Linked DNA regions of Mus musculus: all the other regions are linked to region 3. A link is a contact called in public HiChIP or PLAC-seq and promoter capture Hi-C data. All regions are on one chromosome and are shown on one strand. The core of a region is the stretch at or near the end of the contact, and the rest is flanking DNA. Distances in the headings are between cores, read along the strand shown.

Region 1 (2,700 bases), core at 201-2,700, 270 kb before region 3:
TCCTCACTTGAGCTGAAAGAGACCCTCACTACCAGTCCTTGGTGTGAAAAGGGCAAGAGAAAAAAAAAAAGAAAGAAAGAAAGAAGAGAAAAAAAAAAGAAAAGAAAAAAAAGAAAAAAGAAAAGAGCAAGAGGTTTTGCTGGAGGTAGTTAGGGGTAGGAGTCTCAACTTGGAGGATTTCAAGCGGGACAGCCAATCAGCCAATGGTTCTTCCTTGAGGACGCTCTGGGTTCGCGCCATTCTTACAGCCCGCTGTAGGAGCTGCTGATCCAGGAATCTGAGTCTAGAGTGGAAAACATTGGGAGAATCCCAACAACTCAGGGGAGGTGTAAAGATGGGTGGAGGAGCCCTGTGTTAGAGTAGGAAGTCCAGGAGAGGGGGGGAGGGGGGGACCTTCAGTCAGTCTGTTAGTCCCCGGACCAGGGATCTTGCTGGAGAGTGCCCAAAGCGGAAGGGATCCTAGAACCGGTCTCAGGTCAGGCTAAGGTCTCTTCCTAGAAGACAGACCTCCAGTAATGTTGCCCTGCTATTACTGACTAGCATGCATGAAGGCCTGAGTTCAACTCACAGTTCACTGGGGCACTGAGTTCAGGAGGAAGTTAAAGTGGGCTGTTCCAGAAAGGACCTATCTGGAGCCAGAAGACAAGGCTGGAAGAGATGGTGTGCCAGCCCTATTGTAACACAGCCCCCGAGGTTAGACACCCAAGGAAAGCCCTACCAAGGCCCTTGCCAATCATCTATGATAATCCTAGGATTAAGACAAGAGTGAGCCAGGCTGGTGACCCACACCTGTAATCCCAGCATTTAGGAGGCTGAGACAGGAGGATGAAATTCCAAGCCAACCTGCGCCTAAAGGTACATGCTATCTCAAAACCAAACAAAAAGGCACCAAAGGGGATGCTGTCTGAGAAAGTATTCCAAGGGAACTGGGGTGTGTAGTACGAGGGCTCTCCAAATGAGGCAGCTGTGGCCAGTGTGGGTCAGTTGGGAATGGAGGTTGTTCTGAGAGCACCAGGACGATTGGGATGAAGGTGTATGTTAAGGGGTCCGGACACTATCTGGGACTGGGTGATGGATAGCACTCACTTACCCACGGTGGTGACAAGCGTGCTGGCGAAGAAGAGCGCCGAGGCGAAGTCCCACGCAGGGTCCGAAGCGTTGGCAGCTCCCGAGGCGTTGGCGAGCGCTGCGCGCCCCAGCCGTCCGGCCGCCAGCACCCGCTCCACGAAGGCATCCAGGGCGTGAGCCGCCACGCACGGGCTGTGCTGTAGCAGCTGCTCCCGCAGGGTCCCCAGTTCTGCCCGCAGCCGGGCTTCGTGAGGCCGCTCCAGCCGCGCCACAAGCAGCGCGCCCAGCGCCAGGTACCCGGCGTAGGCGGCCAGGGCGCTAGCCAGGAGCGCGCCCCGCCGCATGGTGCCCGTACAGCCCCGACACCCGCTGACGTGGCCCCCGCCGGCCCACCGCCCGAGGTCCGCTTTTAGTTCCGGGAGCTCCAGGCGCGGCCACCGACGCCCCGAAGAGGAAGAGGAAAAGGAAAAAGGGGGAGGAGCGGGGCTGGCGGAACGCCCTGACGCTGGGAAACTGAGGCACGCCCAAACACCTGGTGTAGGTACAGGGACACCGGAGGGTGGAGTTCGACGCTCCGGGATCGGGGAGTCAAATGGGATGGGAAGGGCTGCGGAGTCCTTTCCTGCCTGAAGTTCCTTGCAACTCTCCTCCTCGCGACTCCTTAACTCAGATCTGAAACTCTCCTCCGAAGTGGGAGCTTTCTGTTTGTAACCTTTTTTTTTTTTTTTTTTTTTTTCTCGAGACAGGGTTTCTCTGTGTAGCCCTGGCTGTCCTGTCTCACTCTGTAGACCAGGATGGCCTGGAACTTAGAAATCTGCCTGCCTCTGCACTGTACCCAGTGTTTGCTTGAGGCACTAAGACGTGGGATAAGTTGTGGGTGGGTGGGAGGGGCCTACGATTTCGGAATAATTGACCAGGAGTCAGGGGGCATTGTTGGAAGACCTCTGTCTCAATAAATAAACAATACATTGCTTACTTTCATGGTGGCGCACCCCTTTTATCCAGCACTCAGGAGGCAGAGGCAGCTATATTTCTGAGTTCAAGCCAGCCTGTGTACATAGTAAGTTCCAGGGCTACATAGTAGGACACAGTCTCAAGAAACACAGAACACACACAAAAATGAGCAAATAAATTTCGGATGTGGTTGTGGTGGCTTGCACATAATAACCTTAACATTTGAGCAATAGACTGGGCCATCACCGGCTCCAGGCCAACCTGGGCTACCTAGTGAATACCTGTCTCAAAAGGTGTGGTGGAGTGGCTGGAGAGAATAGCTAAGAGTATTAGTTGCTTCTGCAGATGACCTGGATATAGATATGTATATAGATATGTATATATCTATATCCAGGGTAGGGACTCCCTTTTCCTGGAGGCTGAGATGTTCCTACGTACATTAGAAAAGTTAAAGGTAGAGCAGCAAAGCCCCGTCTCAAAACAAAACAAAAACCAACAACAAACTAGTAAGTAGCCTAGGGGGTGGCTCACTTCTTTAATCCCAGCACTTGGGAGGCAGAGACAGAGGCAGATGGATCGCTCTGTGAGGGAAGCTTGCTCTACAGAGGGAGTTCCAGGTCAGCCAGGGTGACAAAGTGAGACATTGTCTCAATAGTAAATTAATAGGTAAAACTGAAA
Region 2 (2,700 bases), core at 201-2,700, 350 kb before region 3:
TCCCTCAACCCTGTGAACCTGGGTCTCAGAAGTGTTAACGACTTTTGCCAACTTGACAATTGCTATTGGATATAGGCGTGCCCAGCCCACTCTGGGCCTGGGCTGTATAAGAGGTAGCTGAACAAGCCGGGAGGCATGTGCTAGTAAACGGTTGTCCTCCATGGCTGGCTTGAGGCTTGGGTTCCTGCCTCAGTTTCCTTCAACGGTGGGCTGTAACTTGTGAAGGGAAACAAACGGTTTCCTCCCCTAAGCTGGCTTTGGTCAGTGTTTTATCACAGCAAAAAGCAAATTAGAACGAATGGCCACTGTCGATGGGTCATCCTTTTTAGAGCTGGTTTTGAAAACAGGCTCCTTTCCACAAGTAAGGTACCTCAGGAGGAGACTCTCTCTACCTTGTCATGAAACTCCCGAAGTAGCTGGCTAGCCAGGGTTCCACGCAGGGGTCTGGGGAGCCCCAGGGCTTGAAGAGTTAGCGTCAGTTCCTGAACAACGCCATTCGCCTTCTTTGTCCCTTCTCCAAAGGATGGCACAGGGCTAGAATCCCGCTGGAGCCTTAGATGCAAGAGGCGGGCAGCCTGGAGCTCAGAGCAAAGAAACCCTAAAAAGAGGAGTAGATCCCTACCCAACCAGAACCTTGGCCCTTCCCCCAGAGTAAGCCTCACCCACCGACAATGGGGGATGTGGGTCCACTTCAGAACCACCCAACTGGCGTTTAACTCAACGCATTAAAGTTTTCAGAGGCCTCTGTCAGAATTCAAGCCAAGCCTTAATTAACCCTAGCCTATCTACCTGCGGCCTTCAAGCTCGCCGCAAAGCTTTGGCCACACCCACGGGAGTCCAGTCTGAGCGTCAGAGCCCGCCCCATTCAGAGGCCCCGCCCACCGCCACCACCCTGGGCCTTCCAAGCTCGCTCACGCAGCAGACGCAGGCCGCCGCCGGGCTCCCGCAGCACGGTGGCGCAGTCTCCGCCGCAGAGCGCGCGATCCGGGCAGTGCAACGCCCGCAGCCAGCCGGCCAACTGCCGCAGGAACTCTTCCTCTGTGTCCGGGCCTGCGGGAGGAAGAAGCCATCAGGAAGCAGCGGGTTCCGCGGCTCTACCCGCCGTCCACCCAGCTTCTCACGCACCGTGGCCGGCGCCCAGCACTGCGGTGCCCTCCTCTCGCCGCTCCAGAGCTCCCAGAGCCGTCAGCTCGGCCGCCAGCCGCGCGCACAGCGCCCTGAAGTCTGCACACGCGGGACCCCGAGACGCCCCCTCCGGGAGGGCATCGTACCTGCGGCGGGGCACGCGTCAGTGCGAGTCCCTCTGCGTCCGCGTCCCCAGGCGAGTGCGCCCTTCCCGTACCCCCAGGCCACACCACCGAATCTTTTACCCCAGTGTCAGAAGGTCACCCGCTACCATGGCCCCATCCATGGCAACTCCGTCTGCGGACCCGGTGCGCGCGCCCCCTTCCGCCAGGGAAAGGCTCCGCCCCCTCTTCCCTCCGCCTCCTCTCTCCCGCTGCTATCCAACCATATTCTCGTGCGAAGGCGCTTCCACGCTCCTATTGGCTTGGTCGCGCGCCACGCGCACCCTTCAGGTAACTTGTCCAGTGTAAATTTTATAGCTTGAGGTTTGGATCTACGAGGTCGCAGGAGGCTCGGGTGTCCCTACTGTCCGACTCTCAAGAAAAAAAAAAAAAAAAAAAAGCAAAAAGCAACTTATTTAACTTTTATACTTTTGGAGGCAGGGTCTCGATTTATACATTTATGTAGCTCAGGCTGGCTTCTTAGTCCTGCTTCCTCCTTCTGTTTGCTGGTTGACAGGCGTGTGACACGCCCAGCTGCCCTTTGTTCTTAGTGCACCCCAGACCGAAAGTCCCATCCGACTTGTTTTTCTTCCACTTTAGGATTAGATTTTCAGCACGTCTTCACATCCACTCTCCCACCTCAGCCAGACCCTCCTTCCACCTCACAGTGGGTCCAGTGTTAGCCAGACTCTCTGCCTCTGTAGGCCTTCGAAAGAAAAAGCAGATGCCATTGAGAAACTCCATCCTAAGGGGGAGGCAAGCCGATGGGACTGGGGTTGACTCCATTTGCCAGCTAATGTTTCTGCCAAACTGGTTTTTTCCATCTATGCGATTGGGATCCAAGGGCAATAAAGTATATGTTTTATGTGCCTGAATGTCGTGTGTGTGTATGTGTGTGTGTGTGTGTGTGTGTGTGTGTGTGCGTGTGCATGTGTGTGCGCGTACCTTGTGCCCACAGAAGTCAGAAGGCTTACAATCTCCTGCAACTGGACTTCCAGGACTTCCAGGTGGTCGTGAAGTCTTGTGTGGGTGCTGGGAACCAAACCCAAGTCTTCTGCTAGAACAAGTGCTCCTAACCACTGAGCCATCTCTCCAGCCATTAATATATTAAATGGAATCTGGCCTCACTAAGACCCTCCTATCTTAGCCCCCCAAGATCTGGGACTATAGGTTTGTGTCACACCCAATGTTTCAAGCACTCATTTTTTTTTTTTTTTAAGATTTATTTATTGTTATATGTAAGTACACTGTAGCTGTCTTCAGACGTACCAGAAGAGGGCATCAGATCTCATTACGGATGGTTGTGAGCCACCATGTGGTTGCTGGGATTTGAACTGAGGACCTTCAGAAGAGCAGTTGGTGCTCTTACCCACTGAGCCATCTCGACAGCCCCCTCAAGCACTCATTCTTAAAA
Region 3 (2,700 bases), core at 104-2,603:
CTTTCCAATACATAGCAGGCACGCACAAATCCTCTCTTACTGAGATTACCCCACTATTCTCTAATTCGCTGGTACCACACTTTCTCTGTCATGCCATGTGCCCAAAATGCCCAAATGAGCCACTGTCAGCTTCCAGGCTGTGACGCCTGAAGGGATTGGGGGCCAGGAAGCCAGCAGCTTGAGGCTGACAGACCCCAAGAATGGCTGCATGACCACAGAGAGACCAGAGAGAGAGGTGACAGGTCACACCAACCACTGCCATGGCTTCCTGGAAACGCTGGTGGCACTCTAGTCAGTCCCAAGTGAGAACAGCTAGCCGTCCATCCACCAATGGGCCATCTAGTAGCATAAATTCATTCATGTCATAACTGAAGCTGCACCCCACCCCACCCCCGCTACAGGCTAGGCACTGTTCTAGAAGGACCAAGGCCTGGCCTGCGCTCCCAGGAAGCCAACAGTTGAGATGCAGGTGGAAGAAAAATCCAGCGAAGGAGGTGGCTCCAGGGTGACTGAGAGGAAGGCACCCTGGGTTGGGAACATCTGAGCAGAGACTTGAGGAGGGGGTGGCTTTGGAAGGCTAGTCCTGAGAACGGCTACGTGAGTGTGGGAAGGCAGGTGGACATGCCACCCCAACTACATCCACAGGCAGAGGACACAGCCAGGGAGAGGCCAGAGCAGGGAGCAAGGGGCCTGAGCTGCAGTCCACAGGCGCAGGGTCAGAGGAGCTGGGGCACTTGGCATGACAACTCAGTGGGTACTACCACTACTTCCTGTTTCCCCCAAAAGAGGAAACTGAGGCCCAGGAGGGTACAGGATTTACCAAGACCACACAGCATACATACTGGGCTGGGGCACCACAGCCCCTGGTAACAAAGTCTGCAGACAGCAGGGGCTCAGCTACAGTCATCTATTCTTTCCCTGGGAGTCCGTGGCCTCCATCTTCTCATTTGCTCAACACTGGGCCAACCTTTCTTCAGGTTAGGAACAGATAGGTAAACACTTCACAAGAGAAGAGGGGGTGAGAGAGAGAGAGAGGGAGAGAGAGGAAGGGAGGGAGGGAGGGAGGGAGCGAGGGAGGGGGAGAGAGAGAGAGAGAGAGAGAGAAGCTAGCTTTCCCTCAAAGAAGAATCAGATTATTAACTTTCTCTGGAAGGTGCTACCGAAGTGAGGAGACATCGCTCACCTACCAGGAGTCCCGGAACACAGCCGTGATCACACTCCAGGAAGGTGGCTACTAGGTTGGCCCCAGGTGTGGCTCCTGTCCCAGGTTTTCCCTAGGCAAGAGCCACCTGCCCCAGCTCCCTAGGCCGACCTGGGGTGGTGCCTCCTCCTGCGCTGTGGGTGTCTGGAATGCGGAAATAGGAACCAGCAGTGCCAGCTTCTAACGACTTATTCAGTGGCCTTCAGGCCACGCCAGCTTACCGGAGTTCCCCTGAGATGGCTGCTCTCTGCACACAGGCACATCCCCAAAGAGCCAGTTCTGCCAATATTCCCTTTGGGGAAGGGAAATAACAGGATTCCTTACTCATCAGACACGTGGTCTTGGGTCTGAATGAGTTTGGGAGAAAGCTCGGAGGTAACAAAGCCTGCCTGTTACAGGCCACCTGCTCGGTGCTGAGCCAGGGCTGGATCAGCGCCACAGCATCCCTGCCCTAAGCCCCGCAGCTTCATTCACAACCTTCCTACCCACAGGTGGGCCCCTCACCTCTGCAGACAGTGCCGGCTGCAGAGGCTGGAGGCTTAATGATTAAACCTTGTGGCAGACTCTTCCACCCAGCCTTGGAAGCACAGCTCTGGGAGGGTGCTGCTCTAAACACTACAGTCTCTCCAGGGCCTTTAAGTCGGAACTACGGTCACGCCTATTTTACAGATAGTGTTGAACAGAAGTCACAGGACGGAGGTCACATAGCAAGTGGGGGTTCAACCCAAGCAGTATATCTCAAGAGTCCAGCTTTTGACTGTTATGCGAATATGCCCTTGTGAAGAGTCTAGTGTCCACCCTGGGAGAGAAAGCCAGTGAGGTCATGGCTCTGGCCCATCAAACACTCAGTAACAGATGGAGCTCAATAGCTTATGACTATGATCTTCGAATTGGAAAAGTCAGACAGGATTTCAAGGTCATTCAAAGCTGCATAGTGAGTTCAGGGACCAACCTGAGCTACAGGAGGCTGTCACAAAACAAAAAAACAAACAGAAAAACAAAAACAACAACAACAACAACAACAAAACCCAAAGAACAACCAAAACAGTTCCATGACTCTCAGCTGTGTTATCACAGGCTGCTCACACCTGGGCCTTCAAAATGGAAAACACCTGGCTCACAGTTACAGCCTAAACTCCAGACTTAACCTCCAGACGTCTGATGGCAAAGTACAGACTCCCAGGTGTGATGCACCTGCCTGTACGCCCTGCATTTGGGAGACTGAGGCAAGAGGAACTGCTGCAATAAGGCCAGACTGGCTATCAGCATCAAACCCTGGCTCAGAAGAGCCAAATGAAGCCGGGCAGTGGTGGCACACACCTTTAATCCCAGCACTTGGGAGGCAGAGGCAGGAGGATTTCTGAGTTCGAGGCCAGCCTGGTCTACAGAGTGAGTTCCAGGATAGCCAGGACTGCACAGAGAAACCCTGTCTCGAAAAAACAAGCAAACAAACAAACACACACATACAAAAAAAAAAAAAAAAAAAAACCCCGAAGAGC
Region 4 (2,755 bases), core at 213-2,712, 380 kb before region 3:
ACCACATGGGGCTTGGTTTCCCTCAAATCTCCCTGGGAGATAAAGATAGGGCCCTACCTCAGAAGATAGGGCAATGAGAATATAATTAGACACCTCAGGAGGCTGAGGCCCTGGGCACGGGGCCTGGTGCAGTGACTGCTCAGCAGCTGGGAGCCACAGCCATTGGCTTACTAGGGCAATGGAAAGCCATGGTGTAGGCTAAGGGGCTGGGGCTGGGGAGAGGCCCTCCTCCAGTGGCTTCACAGTCCAGCTGTCCCCATCCTTCATTACCAGCCCCAGCTGTTTGTTCCTCCCTCCCAAGAAACCGGACCCAGCCTACCAGGGTCCTATTCTGGGTCAGGAATGCTGCGTCAGCATTTCTGTGTGGACCCAGGACCTCGGGGGTGGGGGGTTGGGGGGGAGAGAGTGCAGGGTCAGCAGACCTGGCCCCAACAGAGACCATCTCCCATATCCAACCCCCATCTCAGCCCATGGGAGGATATGGTGGGAAGGACTAAGAAAAAGGCAGCCCCTCCCCCTCTTGTCCCCTCCCTGTCCCCTACCCAGAGCCCAGAAAAGAGGGCTATTCTGGGAGAGACACCTGTTGTCCCAAGTCCCATCCCTGCCCCCAGCTGGAGATCTGAGATTCAGAGAGACAGGATCAGAGGGACAGCCACACGCAGAAGGCTGAAGCCAAGGGCCAAGAGACAGAGACTCAGACATAAGATATACCAAGGAGCTGAGAAAGACTTCATCACCCAGGTACCCTCAGAGGCCATTAGCTGACATAGTTAAATCCTCCTCGCCAAAACCGAGGGGAAAAGTACATTGAAGCTCCAAGAGACCCCCAAGGAGACGGCCAAAGACTAGGAGTTGAAAAGAAAGGTGTTGTCCAGCCCACCCCAGCCCCCTTCCCAAGAATTTAAATAGGTCAGAGCCTGGAGCAAGAAGGGAATGAGGGCTGGGGTGGCGGTGGAGGACAGCTAAATTAAGCCCAAGAATTAGAACCACCTTCCTCAAGTGCCTGCTTCCAGAACGGCAGGAGGCGGGGTGCTTCCTCAATGACCCCAAATCTCTTATGTCAGGAGAGGGCGTCTGAGGATCCCACCCTCTCCTGCCCACTCGGTCCTCCTAAATCCTGCTAATTCTCCGTGGTCGAAAAGGTGATGAGAAAAAACGGAAAGACAAAGTGACCTCGGATTTCAGAGACCACCAGCAAGCAGGGAAGAGACAGAGAGACTCTCAGAAAAGTAAGCAAGAAATCACCCAAGACCTCCGGACCCAGACAAAAACGTACCGTCCGCAAAAACTGGACCTCGTCCTCGCCTTCACCTCCTCCATCACCCATGATGGCAATCCCCGGGTGTCCCGGGCTAGGGTCTGAGGATGGCGAGAGGGGGCTGCAGGCTTGGCGGGGAACCTGAGGGCGGGCTGGGGTCGGAGACCTCTAGGGAAGCCAGAGGCACCCGCGAGGGAGATGGAACTGCAGGAAGCATGCCCTGTGCGGGACACAATGAGAGAAGGTCCCCGCCCCACCGCACACCCATTGGGCAAGCATGGGACAAGCTACGCCCCTGTTCAGAACCCCGCCCACAGCACAAACTCTTGGTGGAAGGTGTTCGTTCTCTCCAGTGAACTGGGTGTCTAGAAAGTAGCTGAGTGGCCATGGTCACAGTGAGATATCATGTATATATTTGTTTGGCTGGCTCTCCCTTTACCCCTTCCTCTCTCCCTCCCCTTCCCCTCCCCCTCCGAGTGTCATGTACTTCAGAATGGCCTTAAACTCCACATGTAGTCAAGAGTGATCTTGAACCTCTGGCCCCATCTGATTTATGTAATGCCGTGGTTCAAACCCTAGATCACTTGCATGCCAGGCAAGCATTCTACCATTGGGCTACACCCTCAGCCTAGTTCCATCCCTTTCTTAATGGCTAAACTGAGCTTCACCCTTGCTGCAGAATCACACAGTTGTAGCTTGGATGCACACCACATCCCCTAACATTAAAAAAAAAATCACTTAGTACCAGACAGAGTGGTATGGCTTATCATCCAAGCTCTGAAGAGATTGAGGCAAGAGGATTGTAAATCTGGAGTTGGGACCGCATAATAAGAGCCTATCTCAGTGTCAACCAGCCAGACCCCCTGGAACTCCGGGGGACTGGACCACCAACAAAAGAATACACATGGAGGGACCCATGGCTCCGGCCGCATATGTGGCAGAGGATGGCCTTGTTGCACATCAGTGGGAGGAGTGGCACTTGGGCCTAAGGGTGTTCAATGGATGCCCCAGTATAGGAGAATGCTATGGTGGGAAGACAGGAGTGGGAGGGTGGATGGGGGAGCACCCCCATAGAAGCAAGAGGAGGGGGGATGGGATAGAGGGTTTCCGAAGGGGAGATCTGGAACAGGGAAAATTTTTGAAATGTAAATAAAGAAAAGGAAGAAAAAAAAAAAAAAGACCCTGTATCAAAACAGAGACAAAAACAGGGCTGCAGGCATGCCCTAGTCGATATAATGTTTATCTAGCTGTCACAAAGCCCCGGGTTCCATCCATAAACTGGGAGTGGCCATGTGAGTCTGTAATTCCAGCAAGCAGAAAGGATCAGAAACTCAAAGTCAACCTCAGCTCCCTAGCTGGAGGCCAGCCTGTGCTACCTGATACCCTGTCTCAAAACTGGGGGGCAGGGGCATGGGTGTGGGAGGGGGGAGAGAAAACACCAGCCTGACCTTGAACTCGCAAACATCCCAGGCCTCTGCCTCCCAGCACTGAGGTTAA

Evidence for each region. Promoter capture Hi-C pulls out the DNA fragments that hold promoters and counts their contacts. HiChIP or PLAC-seq counts read pairs in DNA pulled down with a chosen protein or histone mark. Capture Hi-C pulls out chosen DNA fragments and counts their contacts.
Region 1: a promoter capture Hi-C map of the HPC-7 cell line shows a contact between it and region 3. The contact joins the promoter of Kcnk6 here to the promoter of Sipa1l3 in region 3. A contact is called at or near these places in 6 of 39 promoter capture datasets (the HPC-7 cell line, cranial neural crest, embryonic stem cells and 2 more), 13 of 484 Hi-C or Micro-C datasets (CD4 T cells, CD8 T cells, the G1E-ER4 cell line and 9 more), 9 of 115 datasets of contacts at active chromatin or transcription factors (bone marrow-derived macrophages, embryonic forebrain, embryonic stem cells and 4 more) and 2 of 9 other capture datasets (adipose tissue and liver).
Region 2: a promoter capture Hi-C map of pancreatic islet shows a contact between it and region 3. The contact joins the promoter of Fam98c here to the promoter of Sipa1l3 in region 3. A contact is called at or near these places in 5 of 115 datasets of contacts at active chromatin or transcription factors (the SCID.adh cell line, embryonic midbrain, embryonic stem cells and 2 more) and 3 of 9 other capture datasets (embryonic stem cells, liver and pancreatic islet).
Region 4: a contact with region 3 is called in a FOXA1 HiChIP or PLAC-seq map of pancreatic cancer cells. The contact joins the promoter of Ryr1 here to the promoter of Sipa1l3 in region 3. A contact is called at or near these places in 6 of 39 promoter capture datasets (cranial neural crest, frontonasal cranial neural crest, liver and 2 more), 4 of 484 Hi-C or Micro-C datasets (the N1E-115 cell line, double positive thymocytes and embryonic stem cells) and 3 of 115 datasets of contacts at active chromatin or transcription factors (T-cell acute lymphoblastic leukemia, embryonic forebrain and pancreatic cancer cells).

The regions. Positions count from the first base shown.
Region 1 is chr7:29,231,072-29,233,771 of GRCm38.p6, forward strand. Kcnk6 (potassium inwardly-rectifying channel, subfamily K, member 6) reads right to left here and starts at 1,451. Exons shown (of 3, transcript NM_001033525.3): 1 at 1,091-1,451. The coding sequence starts at 1,412.
Region 2 is chr7:29,154,760-29,157,459 of GRCm38.p6, forward strand. It overlaps Fam98c (family with sequence similarity 98, member C), which reads right to left and starts at 1,451. Exons shown (of 8, transcript NM_001146023.1): 1 at 1,371-1,451; 2 at 1,126-1,271; 3 at 916-1,050; 4 at 393-598. The coding sequence starts at 1,411.
Region 3 is chr7:29,504,107-29,506,806 of GRCm38.p6, forward strand. It overlaps Sipa1l3 (signal-induced proliferation-associated 1 like 3), which reads right to left and starts at 1,354. Exons shown (of 23, transcript NM_001081028.1): 1 at 1,188-1,354.
Region 4 is chr7:29,123,689-29,126,443 of GRCm38.p6, forward strand. It overlaps Ryr1 (ryanodine receptor 1, skeletal muscle), which reads right to left and starts at 1,463. Exons shown (of 106, transcript NM_009109.2): 1 at 1,277-1,463. The coding sequence starts at 1,327.